Regions from separate parts of the Muntiacus reevesi genome. Here region 1 is linked to region 2. A link is a contact called in public Hi-C data. All regions are on one chromosome and are shown on one strand. The core of a region is the stretch at or near the end of the contact, and the rest is flanking DNA. Distances in the headings are between cores, read along the strand shown.

Region 1 (7,467 bases), core at 1,705-4,204, 210 kb after region 2:
GAACACAATTCTACATGTGCCAATTTTTGGTTCTTTGCACCAATGAGGAGAAAATCCGTTTCTAGGTTTGGGAATTAATACCATTTGTCCAGCAAAGACTACTCTTGCAAGTATCTTTTTCTGTCCAGGCTTTCAGCCCCTCTCGACTGCAACAGAGCTTTAGTTTCTGGCCTTATTATCCAACCTACATCCTTCATATTAAGGTTTCCTGTTTGGCTCAGACAATAAAGAATCTGCCTGCAGCGCAAGAGACCTGGGTTTGATTCTTGGGTCAGGAAGATACCCTGGAGAAGGGAATGTCTACCCACTCCAGTCTTCTTGCCTGGAGAATTCCGTGGACAGAAGAGCCTGGCGGGCTACATCCTTCATATTAGGGGCAGATAATAACTCTAGTTACATTATATTGCTGTGTGACAATTTAACCAAAACTTAGTGGCTTAAAAACTAAATTTTTTTTTATCTTATGGCGTCTTCAGGTCATAAATTCAGCCAGGCACTAGGACAGCTTGTCTCTGCTCCACGATGTCTGAGGCCTTAGCTGGGAAAACCTGAATGCTGGGGGAAGTTTCATGACTGGGGGAGATTCAGTGATAGAGGACTAAAATCATCTGGAGGAATCCTCACTCACAAATCTGGCGGGACACGCTGGAACCTCATCTGGGCTGTTGGTGGAACATCTCTCCATTTGGTCTCTGCTCCCTCACAGCATGGTGCTGGGGTTCCAAGAAACACCCTCCCAAGAGAACAAGACATGAATATATTTTTTATGACCTGACTTTGGAAGTCATATGATGTTACTTCCATTGAAGTCACAAGCCCACCCAGATTCAGGGCAAGGGGACACAGAACATCTCAGTGGGAAGCATCCATGCCACATTGTAGGAGGAACATGTGGGACAGGAGATCATGAGACTTCATCATCCTAAAACATCACTTTAATTCTCTTTTCCCACTACCTACAGAGAAAAAAATCTGTCATTGAAAGTGTTCTAAATTTGTCCTAAAATACCTTTCCTCTTTTCCTCCCTTTATTGACTTCTTCACTCTGGCCAGACATAACTACTCTGTCAGCCACTTGTTAAACTCATTTTTACTTCTGCTCTTTTATCTCAATGGATCCCTCTTCTTTTGACCTAATAAATTCTACCTCTCACTTAAAACTCTTAATGCTTAATTCTGCAGGATGAACTAAGGTGGCAGGGATCCTCAGAGATCCCAAAAGCTACACTGCCACCTAAGGATGCTTTCAGAACACCATCTGTCTGGATGTGGCTCTTGCCATCTTGCCTTGGCTCTCCTTCCTATGTGCCTGGGAAGCAGAAATGAATGGAGAGACCTCAAACCACAGCTCATTCCCAAGCTACCTCCTTTTCAGAGCCCAGATCCCTGAATAATAAATTTTTGACCAACATGAAGAAAACAAAGTCCCTACCCTGTGGACCTGTTCTTGGAGGAGACTATGAGCAAATGACTACACGTTAATTCAGACCTAGTCAATCATCTACCTTGAAGAGACTTAAAACATGAATAGTAGATAGTTTACATAGGAACTGAAGCCATATTTTAAAAAGTGGTGGAACAGAGAGATAGATAATGAAAACACAAATAAATACAGTTTCTGTATAGAAGATAACAGGTGTATATGGTGATGGTAGGGTATTGCTTTAATTAGATTGGTCAGAGGAATCCTTTCTAATGATGTCAAAGGCAGAGGAGGATACTAAAGTGAAAGTTCTTCCAAAGATGTAAATCTCATGATAATTTGCTTTATATGTATAAAAACACATGTATTAGCAATGAAAGTGGAAGGTATATTCAAGAAGGGAGATGATAAGAAGAAGAAGGGTGAAGGGTAAAATCTAATGTGCTTGGGCCCGTTTTGAGAACAGGGCAGGAAAAGCAAGCAATTTATAGGTGGTCCCACACCATTGCCACCAGGGAAGGCAGAGTAAAATTGTTAAGTTGCTCAGTTGTTTTGTCCGACTCTCTGTGACCCCACAGGCTGTAGCCACCAGGCTCCTCTGTCCAGGGAATTCTCCAGGCAAGAATACTGGGGTGGGTTCATATTCCCTTCACCAGGGGATCTTCTCAACCCAGGGATAGAACCCAGGTCTCCCGCATTGCATTGCAGAAAGATTCTTTACCATCTGAGAAGGAAAGTTACGACCAATCTAGACAGCCTATTAAAAAGCAGAGACATTACTTTGCCAACAAAGGTCCATCTAGTCAAAGCTATGGTTTTTCCAGTAGTCCTGTATGGATGTGAGAGTCCGACTATAAAGAAAGCTGAGCGCCGAAGAATTGATAATTTTGAACTGTGGTGTTGGAGAAGACTCTTGAGAATCCCCTGGACAGCAAGGAGATCCAATCAATCCATCCTAAAGGAAATCAGTCCTGAATATTCAATGGGAGAACTGATGCTGAAGCTGAAACTCCAATACTTTGGCTACCTGATACGAAGAACTGACTCATTGAAAAAGACCCTGCGGTGCTGGGAAAGATTGAAGGCAGGAGGATTTGGGAAGACAGAGGATGAGATGGTGGGATGGCATCACCGACTCAATGGACACGAGTTTGAGTAAGCTCCCGGAGTTGGTGATGGACAGGGAAGCCTGGCGTGCTGCAGTCCATGGGGTCGCAAAGAGTCGGACACGCTGAGCGACTGAACTGACTGAACTGAACACCATTTCTCTCCTGGAGGTTATGACTGAAGAGAAAGTGAAAGTGAAAACAGAGCGCAAAGCGTGGGAAAGGGTCATGAGCCATAATTCCACTTCCTCCTTGGCCAGGGTCTTCCTGCCCTCCTCCTCATGTGCTAGTGCCCCTTCGTTGGGCTCAGATCCCTGCCAGTGCCTTCGTACCCCAATTCCCCAGCGCACACGAGGGCAATCGACTCTCGCTCCGCCCCCCCAGAAGAACTTCCGCGTCCTCGACTGCCCCGCCCCCGGCGGTTCTGCGCACGCGCGGGGGCCATATTAGCAGCGGATACTCGAGCCCCGTCGGTGTGTCTTTCCCGCGGAGAAAGGTGTTCGGTGTCGGTCTCCACGCTTCAGCGTCTTCCCTCCGGTGAGCCTTTACCCTCTGCGCACACTCAGAAGCTTGGCCGCTCTCCCTGCAGGCCGGAGCCGTAAGCGTCGCGGCAGAGCGGCTCCCGGCCTGCAGCGGCCGGCGAGGAGCCGTGGGCACGATGACTCTGCACCGGCTAGTCAGTGACGGACCCGCCGGGGAACTGGCCCCGGCCGGCCTCCATCGGGCTTCCCTGCGCTGAGCGGGCACCGCGGGGCCGGGGACGCTCGGGCGGCGGGGCGGGCGCGGGGCTGGTGGGCAGGACAGAGTGGTAGGGCTGCCTCGGTCCCAGGAAGAGTTCGTATGCGAAAGTGAACCTGCGGGATGGGAGGTGCGTGTGAACTCGCCTCGGGCCGTTGTCCGGCGTGGAGATGAGAAAGTTGTGTTCTCGCGCGAATCAGAAGCCCGGCGGGTCTCCTCTCTGCGCCCTCCTGGCTCTCTGCTCAGGACCACACTTACCTTTCAGCTGCCTGTTGCAGTACCGTCATAACTGGTTATTCTGCCCCAGTCTTCACCAGCCAGAGCGATCTTTAAAATGTCAGTCAGCTCCTGAGGCTCTTTGGCCCAGCATCATTCCTTGGAGCCCCGTTGCTTAAGAGATAAAATTCACAGTTTTTACCTGGGCATGCGGGCCTCCGGGGCCTAATCCCTGCTTGTCTTTCCATTCTTAATTCTCAGTATTCCAGAATTTGGGAAAATTGGCTCTGGAGGCCGAAGTTTGGCTTTTCCACCAAGTCACGCAGAGCCCCAGTGTTGTCTTCTGCAGAAATAGTAATAATGCCAAAGATTATTGTCCCGCTTCCCCCTTTCATGGTTCAGGACCCCGGTATCATCCTCTGGAGAAAGCCTCAGCCTCTTAGCTTGACATTCACAGCTCTACATGGTCTAGATACTTGTTTAGTTCTATAGTTTTTTCATATATATATATTTTTAAAATTTTTAATTGGAGGATAATTGCTTAATAATGTTGTGTTGGTTTCTGGTGTACAAGTTGTGAATCAGTGATAAGTATATATACCTCCCATCCCACCTTTCTAGGCTGACACAGAGCACCAGCTCCCTGTGCTATGCAGCCGCTTCCCGCCAGTTAGCTGTTTTATACATGATAGTGTGTGTATTTCAGTGCTCCTCTCAATTCATCCCACCCTCTTCCTCCTGCCCCCGCTGTGCCCATAAGTCCATTCTCTACATCTGTGTCTATCCCTGCCCTGCAAATAGGTTCATCTGTACCATTTTCTAGATTTCTATATATGTGTTAATATATAATATTTGTTTTTGACTTTGTGACTCACTTCACTCTGTGTAACAGGCTCCAGGTATATCCACCTCAGTTCACCTGACTCCAGTTGGTTCCTTACTGTGACTGACTAATATTTCGTTGTGTCTATGAATACAGCTTCTTTACTCATTCATCTGTAGACAGACATCTAGGTTGCTTCCATGTCGTATATATATATTTTTTAACCCCAGCAACTTGTCTTACCCATTGAGCTATCCTGCCTCAGTGCATTGTTCATGCTTTCTCCTCTGCCTGGGATGCCTTTTCCTTCTTTCTTCCCCTATTCTTTCTCTTAGACCTGAATGTTCTCAGCCTTATTTCTGCCTTTCCTGTCTCTGATTTGGGCTCATATTCTGTATTTGTTTCACAAAAACTGTTTTCTGGATTTTCTCCAACCTGTTTCCACTCTACCCTTAGTGCCTCTGTTTCCACACTGCTTTATAATTGTCCTTCTGTGTCTGCTTCCCTCACGTGACTACCAGACTGTAAACTCTTTAGGAAAGGGATTGGTCTTACCTATCTTGGTATTTCAGCATTTAGCATAGTGCCTGGGTGCACCATAATGTTGGCTGAATGAAGAGAGTGGACAAAACAGATTTTTTTCAAGTCAAGAAATGCGTTTCAAATTGTTTCTTTTTAATAATTACCTTATTTTCTTTTTACAGGAATTATCATAAACATAAGAAAACATGGTGAGTTAATACACATGCCAATAACTGTTGCCTGATAAATCAAATTGCTTGTACTCATCTTACCAACTTGCATGAGAAAATTGAAATGGAATGATGTCTTCTTATCTGTTTCCTCCCACACTCTGAATTTTGCATGCCAGGATGTGTTCTATAAAATGATTTGTGGGTTTGTAGGGGTTGACTTATTTTTAGTGGGTAGAAATCACTTGTATGTTTTTCCTTTGCAGTCTCGAAGATATGACTCCAGGACCACTATATTTTCTCCAGAAGGTAAAATATAAATTGTTTGGTCTGTCTCAAATAAAACTAAAAAAATATTTTTAGGTGTTAAGTTGTTCATCCTTTTTGTACTTTGAGGTAGTTATGGTCATTGGGTTAATTACGTGCTTCATAGGACTAGTAGGAAAAGTGGGACAGTTGTTTGTAGTTCTCTAGTGTTGTTGCTGATTGCTCTTGAACCAGTGGTGCAAGAACAAGGAGGAGAGTCTTGGTTTCTTGCTGCTTGTGTTTTGTAGGTCGCTTGTACCAAGTTGAATATGCCATGGAAGCTATTGGACATGCAGGCACCTGTTTGGGAATTTTAGCAAATGATGGTGTTCTGCTTGCAGCAGAGAGACGCAACATCCACAAGCTTCTTGATGAAGTCTTTTTCTCCGAAAAAATTTATAAACTGAATGAGTAAGTCAATCTTAGGGAAGAGAGTTGAAAACATCTCATCATATTTTGGTAGGGCTATGCACTATGACACGGTACAATTGAACAGTTTGTTGTGTTTTTTCTTCTGAAAATTCCTGGTTTTAACTTACTTGCTTGAAACCTCCTTGAGGCCCACGACCATAAATGCGGGGCCAGGTACTCAGTGGAGAAACATTGTTGTATAGTGATGAGAGAACAGGCATGGTGGTCACTCAGCTTTGGGTTAAATCTAGGTTCCACCACAAGCTGTGACCTCACACCCATTGTTTAACTTCTCTGGGCCTCCAGTAGAGCCTACTGGAGTGACTGTGGCAGTTCAATGAAATAAAATGAATGAATGAAATAAGCTAGCACAGTGTTAGGAACATAGCAGGCCCTCAAGTTATTGTTGAGGATGGTTGCGAAGAATCAGTTTTAATTATACTGAATCTTACCAAAGACCACGCGTCCTGGAGGTCTTGGAAAAGTTTAGACAGGGCCTGTACACTAGTGAACTTTCTGATATACTTGGGTGTGCAGGACTGCAGCTAGCAGAGAGCTGGATTTGCTGATTGGAGACCCTCCCTTCTGTGGTGCGCCATGTGAATGTTGGTTATAGGGCCTTCTTGATACACACACCCCAGAAGGTGTCATCCATCCACAGAGATGCTGTTGGGCCCTCTCAAGCAGCCTGCAGGCTTGACTGGGCACAGTGCCAAAGGAGTCAAGGCTGTAGGAGAGCCAGGGCAGCCTTCAGGACACAGAGGGTAGATAAAGAAAATGCACCCTCCCAGTGAGCCTCACCCTGGGCTTCCTTCTTAGGCTCAAAAGTATCTTGCCCTTCGGGTCCCTTCACCTTCACCCACATCAAGTGAGGCCTTTCAAAGTGAGAGTACTTATACCCAAGAGTGTGAAGTAGTCTGTCTTCCTGTCTGGCAAAACATTTTTCTTCCTTGTGGTTGAATCTTCTTGGGATTTACCCTAGCTTTCTAGTGTTTTTTCTCTTGCCCTGTTCACAGGGTAGTGATGGTAAATGCATCTGTTGTGAAGAACTCAAGGGTGCATTTGTTTATCTTATGTGTTGAATGACATCAAGTTGAAAGTTTCCTCCAAAGATAAAACTCACGTAGTTTTTGCCTGAAGGGTGTAGCAACTATGAGTAATAAGCATGGTGCATTTCTAATAGAATTTAGTATATTTTAAAACTTGTAAAATACCTCTGGCAAACATCCTCCCTAATTACAGATAAATGTCTTTCTTTTTTGCAAGGGATATGGCCTGTAGTGTGGCAGGCATAACTTCTGATGCTAATGTTCTGACGAATGAACTGAGGCTCATTGCGCAAAGGTATGGTCATAAATAATTGAGTTGATGATATGTAAAGTTAGTTTTGATGTTTCTAAGAAGAATGCATTTTTTTTTAAGATTAAAGTCATTAAAAACCTATTAACTGAAAATTACAGTTTATTTCTTTAACCAAACTTTTAAAATATTGGGTTGGCCAGAAAGGTCATTCATCTTATGGAAAGCCTGAATGAACTTTTTGGCCAACCCACTATTGTTTACGGTTAGGTTATTAAGAGTTGCCATACCTTCTACCTTCCCCCTTCAGATTACAACTATTATGTTGTCCCCATGGCAGAGATTTTTTTTTTAGAGGGTATTTTGCTTAGAGTGTGTAAAGTGTTTTAGAGAAAACTATTAATATGCCAGTTTCTTTATCCTAGGTATTTATTACAGTATCAGGAGCCGATT
Region 2 (7,118 bases), core at 2,215-4,714:
ATGAATACAAGGACATTCAACTTAAACAGCTGTGAGCTACATACAGCATCTTGGCTTCCATTACAATCCCTACCTGACCCAAGTCTGCCAGCTTGCCACCAGATGGCATTAGATGCATACAAGGTAGCTGACTGACATGCTGACCTATGCTTGTTAACTTGAAAGAATGCTTTGGGTTTAAACTTCAGACTGTCTAAATGTCACTACTGAAAGTGGAAGTTTTACTAGGCATTCCACAAATTTCTCCAGGCTTTACGTAACTTATCTAGGCTGTGGTGAAGAAATGAGACACATGTGAATAGTGCATGCACACCCTCCTTTCCAGGTATGAAGTCCACTGTTACTGGCCAGTTACCTTTCCAGACAGACCTCCCTCCCTCCTTCTCCCATCCCCACCACAACCACTGCCACTCATATACTCAGTGGACTTGACAGAAATTCACTTATTTTATCCTCCTCTTTTATTGAGGGTCAAAGGCCCTCTGTGAGAATTGCTACACTTGTTTTAAGTGGAGGAGCCTGAATAAAGGCTCCCAAGAGAACTTCTGCGTTCATGGCCAGGCTCAAGTTTACCTCCCCAGGTGAGCTGGTATTAACAGAGTCCTGAGACTCAAAGAGTTTCCTTCTTTCACTCTGATAGCCGGGAAGCTCAGTCACGCCTTCCTCAAGTGGGAAAAATTTTCCTCAGCCCAGAGTTCTACAGTCTATCATTTGACTCCGGCTCAAGTTAGTGGTTGGTTTTTTTGTTGGTGGTTGTTTGTTCTGAAGTGTATTTGCTGCCCCTGCCAATTCTTATGTAAAGTGAGTATGGTTGGGAACTGCATGTTTGGTCAGCATGACAAAAACCTTAAACCAGGGACAACAACTTTTCACAGGTGAATTTGCTTGAACTGGCAAGCTGCTTACCTTGCTCTTGTTTGAAGAGAATACTATACTAAAAAAGAACAGAAGACACATTAAACCAACGGTCAGATTTCAGATGTATCCCATCCTTTCCCTAAAACACCCCCCAACTCACCACCCTGTGCCCCAGCAGATACAATCACCAGTGTTAGGTACCACCCTTGCTGGGGCCTGACCGCCTGTGAGCTCATGCAAGGTCTGTACTGTTAGTTCTTAAAGAAACTATAGTCTCTTAAAGAAAACAATTAGTTCTTAAAGAAGCTAGAGTCTCTTCTACTTCCACCCACCCAAAAAGAATAATAAATTATGTGCTTTTTCCTGCTCTGATCGTCAGGCAGCTCAGAGTCCAGTGTGCAGCTTAATTTTTGTAGTTGTATAAAACTACACAGCCTGCATAATAACCTGTTAACTCTGTCCCTAATTTTATTACAAAGACGTGTTTCTCCCTTTCTAGTTTTTCTTTCTCGTTCTTGTGTACAAATTCTTTTAAGCTTCCTCCATCCCTTTGTAAACTGAGGTACAGACTGAGATAAAACTACCCTCCTCTCAGTGCTGTGCCTTTTACTAGTGCCACCTAACCCTCTGGTGACTAGGTGCCCAGGATACCCTCCTCTTCACAAGCAGAGCAGGAATCAGATGCTAGTTTTCTGACTACAAACCCAGACGATGTATTGGGCTCGAACCCCCAAAGAGACCAACTGGCACTCTTCCTCTCCATAGGCCTTACCTGGTTGGTCATCTCCTTAACCAAGGATGGAAGGGCTAAAGGCCAGACAGCTCTGTGGAAACAACAGCAGGGCTTCAGTAAGAAGAGGCCATCGGGACAGAGGGCTACAGAAGGTTCCCCTGGATCAAGACTGTAAGGCCACTCTCGGCCAGGGTCGACCTGACGCTTCTCTATAGATCGGTCCCAGAGGCCCCGTTCACAAGCCCTCCCAGGGGGCGTGGTCTTCTTTCTCAGCTAATACCTACCACCTCTCATACTTTCTTCTCCTCAAGTTGACTACAGAGAGGATCTAGTCTCCCTCCTTGCTGCTTTTCCAAGAGATAAAACCACAGGATCTTTTAATTTAAAATATTATTTTATTAAAAACTCGACAAGCAAATATGGGGGAGCAAAGTTCTTACAGTCCATGCAGGGATCTCAGCCAAAAACGCATATAAGAGCCAGCAGGAGCATAAACAAGGGTGTGAGCCAGAGGGAGGCTACATGTCTCCCAAAAGCTATAATAAGGCTTCTTAACTTTTGTGTATGTGCTATAGAATCCTCCATGCCCATAGGCATCCATGTTCAAGTTACTTGCTTTAAATTTGCAAACTCAAAAAGACTACTGTGAAGGTTTTCCAAGGATAACAGAAAAAACAAACAATTTCTAAATAACCTTTGCCTGTGAAGATCTCAGTCAAGGTGGTACTGCTTACTTCATTTGTGACCCAAGAACAGTGTCTTAGCAAGGGTAAGAAAGACAGGCAGTAGGTCATGCCAGTTTCACTGAAGTAAACAGTATTCACACTCTCTTGGGCACCAACCGTCTGCACTTCCAAATCCTGCCTCACATCCCTGCAACAGAAACAATTCCCCACAACAAGGAGAATCAAGAGTAGGAAGGTTTGCAAGAAGTCAACTTCCAAGAAGCCAGGCTCCTCAAGATAGAGGTGTGCTTCTATCAATGAATGTATGTTTGACGATGTACCATGAGTCAGGGTACCATGATGTACCCTGTTTTATGTATTACATGTAGGATAGCTCACTGAACCCTCTCATCTCATTTAATAGATATTCTTATTATGATCTCTATGTTCCTCATAAGGAAAGTGAGACTTCAAGAGAAGTTAAGAAACCTCCCCCAAGGTTAGTCTGACAGGAGAAGGATACAAGCTATAATATAGGTTACACTACCTTTTACATCAGTTTCTTATCCTACAATAGCTTCAGCCTTAAGAGGACCCCAAAATCCTCTTTTCTCACCTTCCTTCTTTAGAGAACTCTCCTCTCATTTCCCAGGCAGAATTCATTGCTTCCTCAATGTTTCCAAAGAACAGTACACATGCCCCTAATAAAGTACTCAGGGAGGTCAGTAACCCGCAATACTACGTGGTACTTGAAGTAAAGATAACTCAGACTGTGCCTCTAAGTGTCCAGCTCGCTACCGAAAAAGACAGTGTGGCCTACCACTGGAAAACTTCGGTTAAGACAGTTCTGTCTATCGACACTGAGACCAGTCCTAACCTCGAGGCTGCACAGAACATCCTCAGGATGCAAGATGAGGCCACCTATCCTCTCCCCTCAGGCCCGACACACCGAGAGGCAGCCAGTGTAAACGGAGTCACGGAAGCCACCACCCTCAGGCCCTGCGGTGTGGGGCATTCCTGAGCAAACCCTCCTAGAGATAGCCTTGGGCCCACTCTCGCTCACCCGCCCTCCAGCCTGGACCGTTATCGGCACCAATCAGTGCCATCCCCAACGGCTTTGCGAACCAACTCACCGCCTCACTGTCCGGCTGCACTGCCCCGCGGCTTCTCTGACGCCAGGTTCCGCGCGACCGCGACGCGGGGTGATGAGCTCACGAAGAGGCGTGGCATCTCGCCGGTCCCCAAGGCGCAGGCGCAGGCGCACGCCGCAGCGCCCTCTGCCGTCGCTACAACGCACGCGGGGCGGACCTGGAGGAGGATGGGCGAGGAGAAGGGGAAGAGGCCACGCCCCGGTCACCTTGGTTTCCCCCGGGGCGGGGCCACTGAGAACCGGCTTGCGGAAGTTTTAGGTTTCAACAACTGTTGGGTTCTAATTTCTTTATTTGTACTTTGAGATAGACTACACCTGATGACTGTAAGAGTTCTATTGCTTCAAATTTTTTTCAGTGAAATAGAGCTCTATATTTCAATTGTAAAGTCACAACCGATTGTTGTTCAGTCGCTGAGTCGTGTCTGATTCTTTGCGACCCCATGGACGGCAGCACGCCAGGTTTCCCCCCCCACCTGTCTCCCAGAGTTTGCTCAGACTCATGGCCATTGAGTTGGTGGTGCCATCCAGTCATCTCATCCTGTCGTCCCCTTCTCCTCCTGCCTTCAGTCTTTCCCGGCATCAGGGTCTTTTCCAATGAATCAGCTCTTCCCATCAGGTGGCCAAAGTATTGGAGCTTCAGCTTCAGCATCAGTCCTTCCAATGAATATTCAGGGTTGATTTCCTTTAGGATGGACTGGTTTGATCTCCTTGCTGTCCAAGGGACTCTCAAGAATCAACTGTCAACTGTGAACACCACAGTTCAAAAGTATCAGTTCTTCAGTGCTCAACCTTCTTTATGTTCCAACTCTCACATCCATATATGACTACTGGAAAAACCATAGCTTTGACTAGATGGGCTTCCCTTGTGGCTCAGCTGGTAAAGAATCTGCCTGCAATGCGGGAGACCTGATCCCTGGGTTGGGAAGATCCCCTGGAGAAGGGAAAGGATGCCCACTCCAGTATTCTGGCCTGGAGAATTCCATGGACTGTATGAAACACTGGGTCGCAAAGAGTCGGACAGGACTGAGCGACTTTCACTTTCACGTCACTTGACTGGACGGACCTTTGTCAGCAAAATAATGTCTTTGCTTTTTAATAGGCTGTCTAAGTTTATCACAGCTTTTCTTCCAAGGAGCAAGGATCTTTTAATTTCATGGCTGCAGTCAGCGCCCGTGATGATTTTGGACACAGCCGGTTAGGTTACTGTGATGCATATCAGTTTAGAAGCTAATGACCAGCATTTTAAAAGGAGATGGAAGGGTGAAACCACTGCACCCCATCCTTGAAAAGCTGCCCGGCCCCTCCTGGCTGCTGGTCACTGTCCCAATCTCTCTGGGCAGTAGGGAGTGGAAGTTCTGGGTGGCGGGGGTGGGCACTCTGAAGGGTTAAGCTTTCTTTCAGCTTATCATGAGACAGAGATCACGGTCTCTCCTGATTAAAACTGGTTTAGAAGTCCAAAAAGAGTCTAGAAGAAGGGGATGATGGTAAAGTATGGTCATAGTGAATGTAAACCCTTGAAATATCCATGTACCCTTACCCTACCCCGCCTACCCCCGAAAGTTAATTTCTCAGGATCTAATTTATTAAAACATCTTGAGTTTTATGATGATTTCAGAAAACTGTTAGACCATACAACTCTTGTCCGTACAACTGGATAAAATCTTTGAGGGCCTTATGAGGAGATTTTACGGCCCAGAAATTTGCTAAATACACTCACAAGTTTCCCAGTGCCTGTTCTCTGGTCCTCCGTAATTCCTTCAGTGACAACTCTGTCAATGGAAACTTCATCCAGCCCCAGTGGATCCCCTACATGTCACAGGGTTAGAAAATTTGGGTCAAAATGAGCAGGCTTCAGTTGTTAACCTTGAATTGTCAAAACTTTTACGTGGCCTCTGTTAAAAGTCACATTATCCCCGTAACCATTCTGGATATACTTGACCAGAGTGCATTTGTCCCTGAAGCTAAAGAAGAGTGTACAAATTATACCCTCAGGCCAGGAAGCGTGTCTTCAAACTGGAGGCGATTCCCATCATATTGACATAAGTGCTGACTGGACCACAGCATTCAGGGAAATTCCACAGAACCCAACAAACAGAAATTAACACTGCAATGACCAGGATCCAGGCTAATAGAGTGTGGAAAGGACCTAATATCAATCCCCAATGCAATGACTTTTAACAGTGAAATGAAGAGTGATCTACTGTCTTCCTGTACAACTGGTTGCCAGCTTTGGCCAATTTTTGTTTTTGTCCCTTTAATTTTATTGGCAGAGTTTCTGGGTTTCTCTGGGTTTTGAAAATAGACTGATTATTATATGATTTCTTAACCAGGGCAATTGGGTCATATTTACTTCCTTTTAGCTTATATAAAGAAATATTTTTGAACACTCCTACTTTAAGAATGGTGAAATTTTGTCTAGAAAAGTGCTTACAACTATGTAATTAAGTGAATTTTAATTTGTGTGATTTGGGCTTATGTGTTTTTTTTTCCTGTGCATTAACTGTAAATATTCCACTCTAGATTATTCTGAGAACACACTGATCACTTTCATGCCTTTTATCTGTTGTCAGAATGCTAAGGCTTTCACTTTTTTGTGCCTGCTTCCAAATCGACTACTATTAATTTCCAATTGAAGCAAATAGTTTTGGGATTAATTTAATCTTTGTCAGCCATTATAGTTGTTCTGAATAAAAATTTAATTACCATCTCTCAAAAAGAAATACAATAGATTAGGAAAAATAGGAGATATAAGAGTGTATCATGCATTTGAAGATATGTCATACTTTATAAAAAAAACTTGTTTCACACAGACAGGTAATGGATCACAAAGGAAAATGTTTTTCCTGCTGTGAGCTATGACCATGAAGTTTGAAATTCATTGCTCTCTAAAGACTTTCCAACTCTATAATTCTATAGTTGTGATAGAAACTCTTATCATTCTTTCAAAAAGGATGTGTTGTGCACCTCCTTTTACCTGCAGAACACTGCTAGAGCCCGAGGCGTATGACGTTGTTGGCCTTAGTATCAGGACTGTGGGGCTTCCTGGGTGACTCAGTGGTAAAGAATCTGCCTGCAAGGCAGGAGATGAGTGTTCAATCCCTGGGTTGGGAAGATGCCCTGGAGAAGGAAAGGGCAACCCTCTCCAGTATTCTTACCTGGGAAATCTCATGGAGAGAGGAGCTTGACAGGCTACAGTTCACTGGGTTGCAAAGAAAGTCGGACACAACTTAGCGACTAAACAACAACAACAAAAAAAACCATCCGGACTGTGAAGCAAGGATAGTTGGCCTTTTTAAACAATTTATTTTTAATTGGATGATAATTGTTTTATGATGTTGTGCTGGTTTCTGCCATACAACAACATGAGTCAGCCATTTGTTGTTATTCAGTTGCTAAGTCATGCCTGACTCTTTACAACTCCATGGACTGTCATGCCAGGCTCTTCTGTTCTCCACTATCTCCAGAGTTTGCTCAAATTCATGTCCATTGAGTCAGTGGTGCTATCTAACCATCTCATCTTCTGCTGTCCCCTTCTCCTTTTACTTTCAATCTTTCCCAGCATCAGGATCTTTTCCAATGAGTCAGTTCTTCATATCAGGTGGCCAAAGTATTCAAGCTTCAGCTTCAGCATCAGACCTCCTAGTAAATATTCAGGGTTGATTTCCTCTAAGGTCAACTTGTTTGATCTCTTTGCAGTCTAAGAGACTCTCAA

Evidence for each region. A called contact is a pair of places that touch in the nucleus more often than the background predicts.
Region 1: a contact with region 2 is called in a Hi-C map of blood, with 2.2 times the contacts expected there. The contact joins the promoter of PSMA4 here to the promoter of SKIC8 in region 2. A contact is called at or near these places in 2 of 3 Hi-C or Micro-C datasets (blood and muscle).

Annotation. Positions count from the first base shown.
Region 1 is chr15:29,111,516-29,118,982 of mMunRee1.1, forward strand. It overlaps PSMA4 (proteasome 20S subunit alpha 4), which reads left to right and starts at 2,955. Exons shown (of 9, transcript XM_065906981.1): 1 at 2,955-3,066; 2 at 5,011-5,037; 3 at 5,265-5,307; 4 at 5,553-5,715; 5 at 6,982-7,059; 6 at 7,440-7,467. The coding sequence starts at 5,035.
Region 2 is chr15:28,898,807-28,905,924 of mMunRee1.1, forward strand. SKIC8 (SKI8 subunit of superkiller complex) reads right to left here and starts at 3,465. Exons shown (of 11, transcript XM_065906666.1): 1 at 3,390-3,465; 2 at 1,631-1,682; 3 at 907-934. The coding sequence starts at 1,642.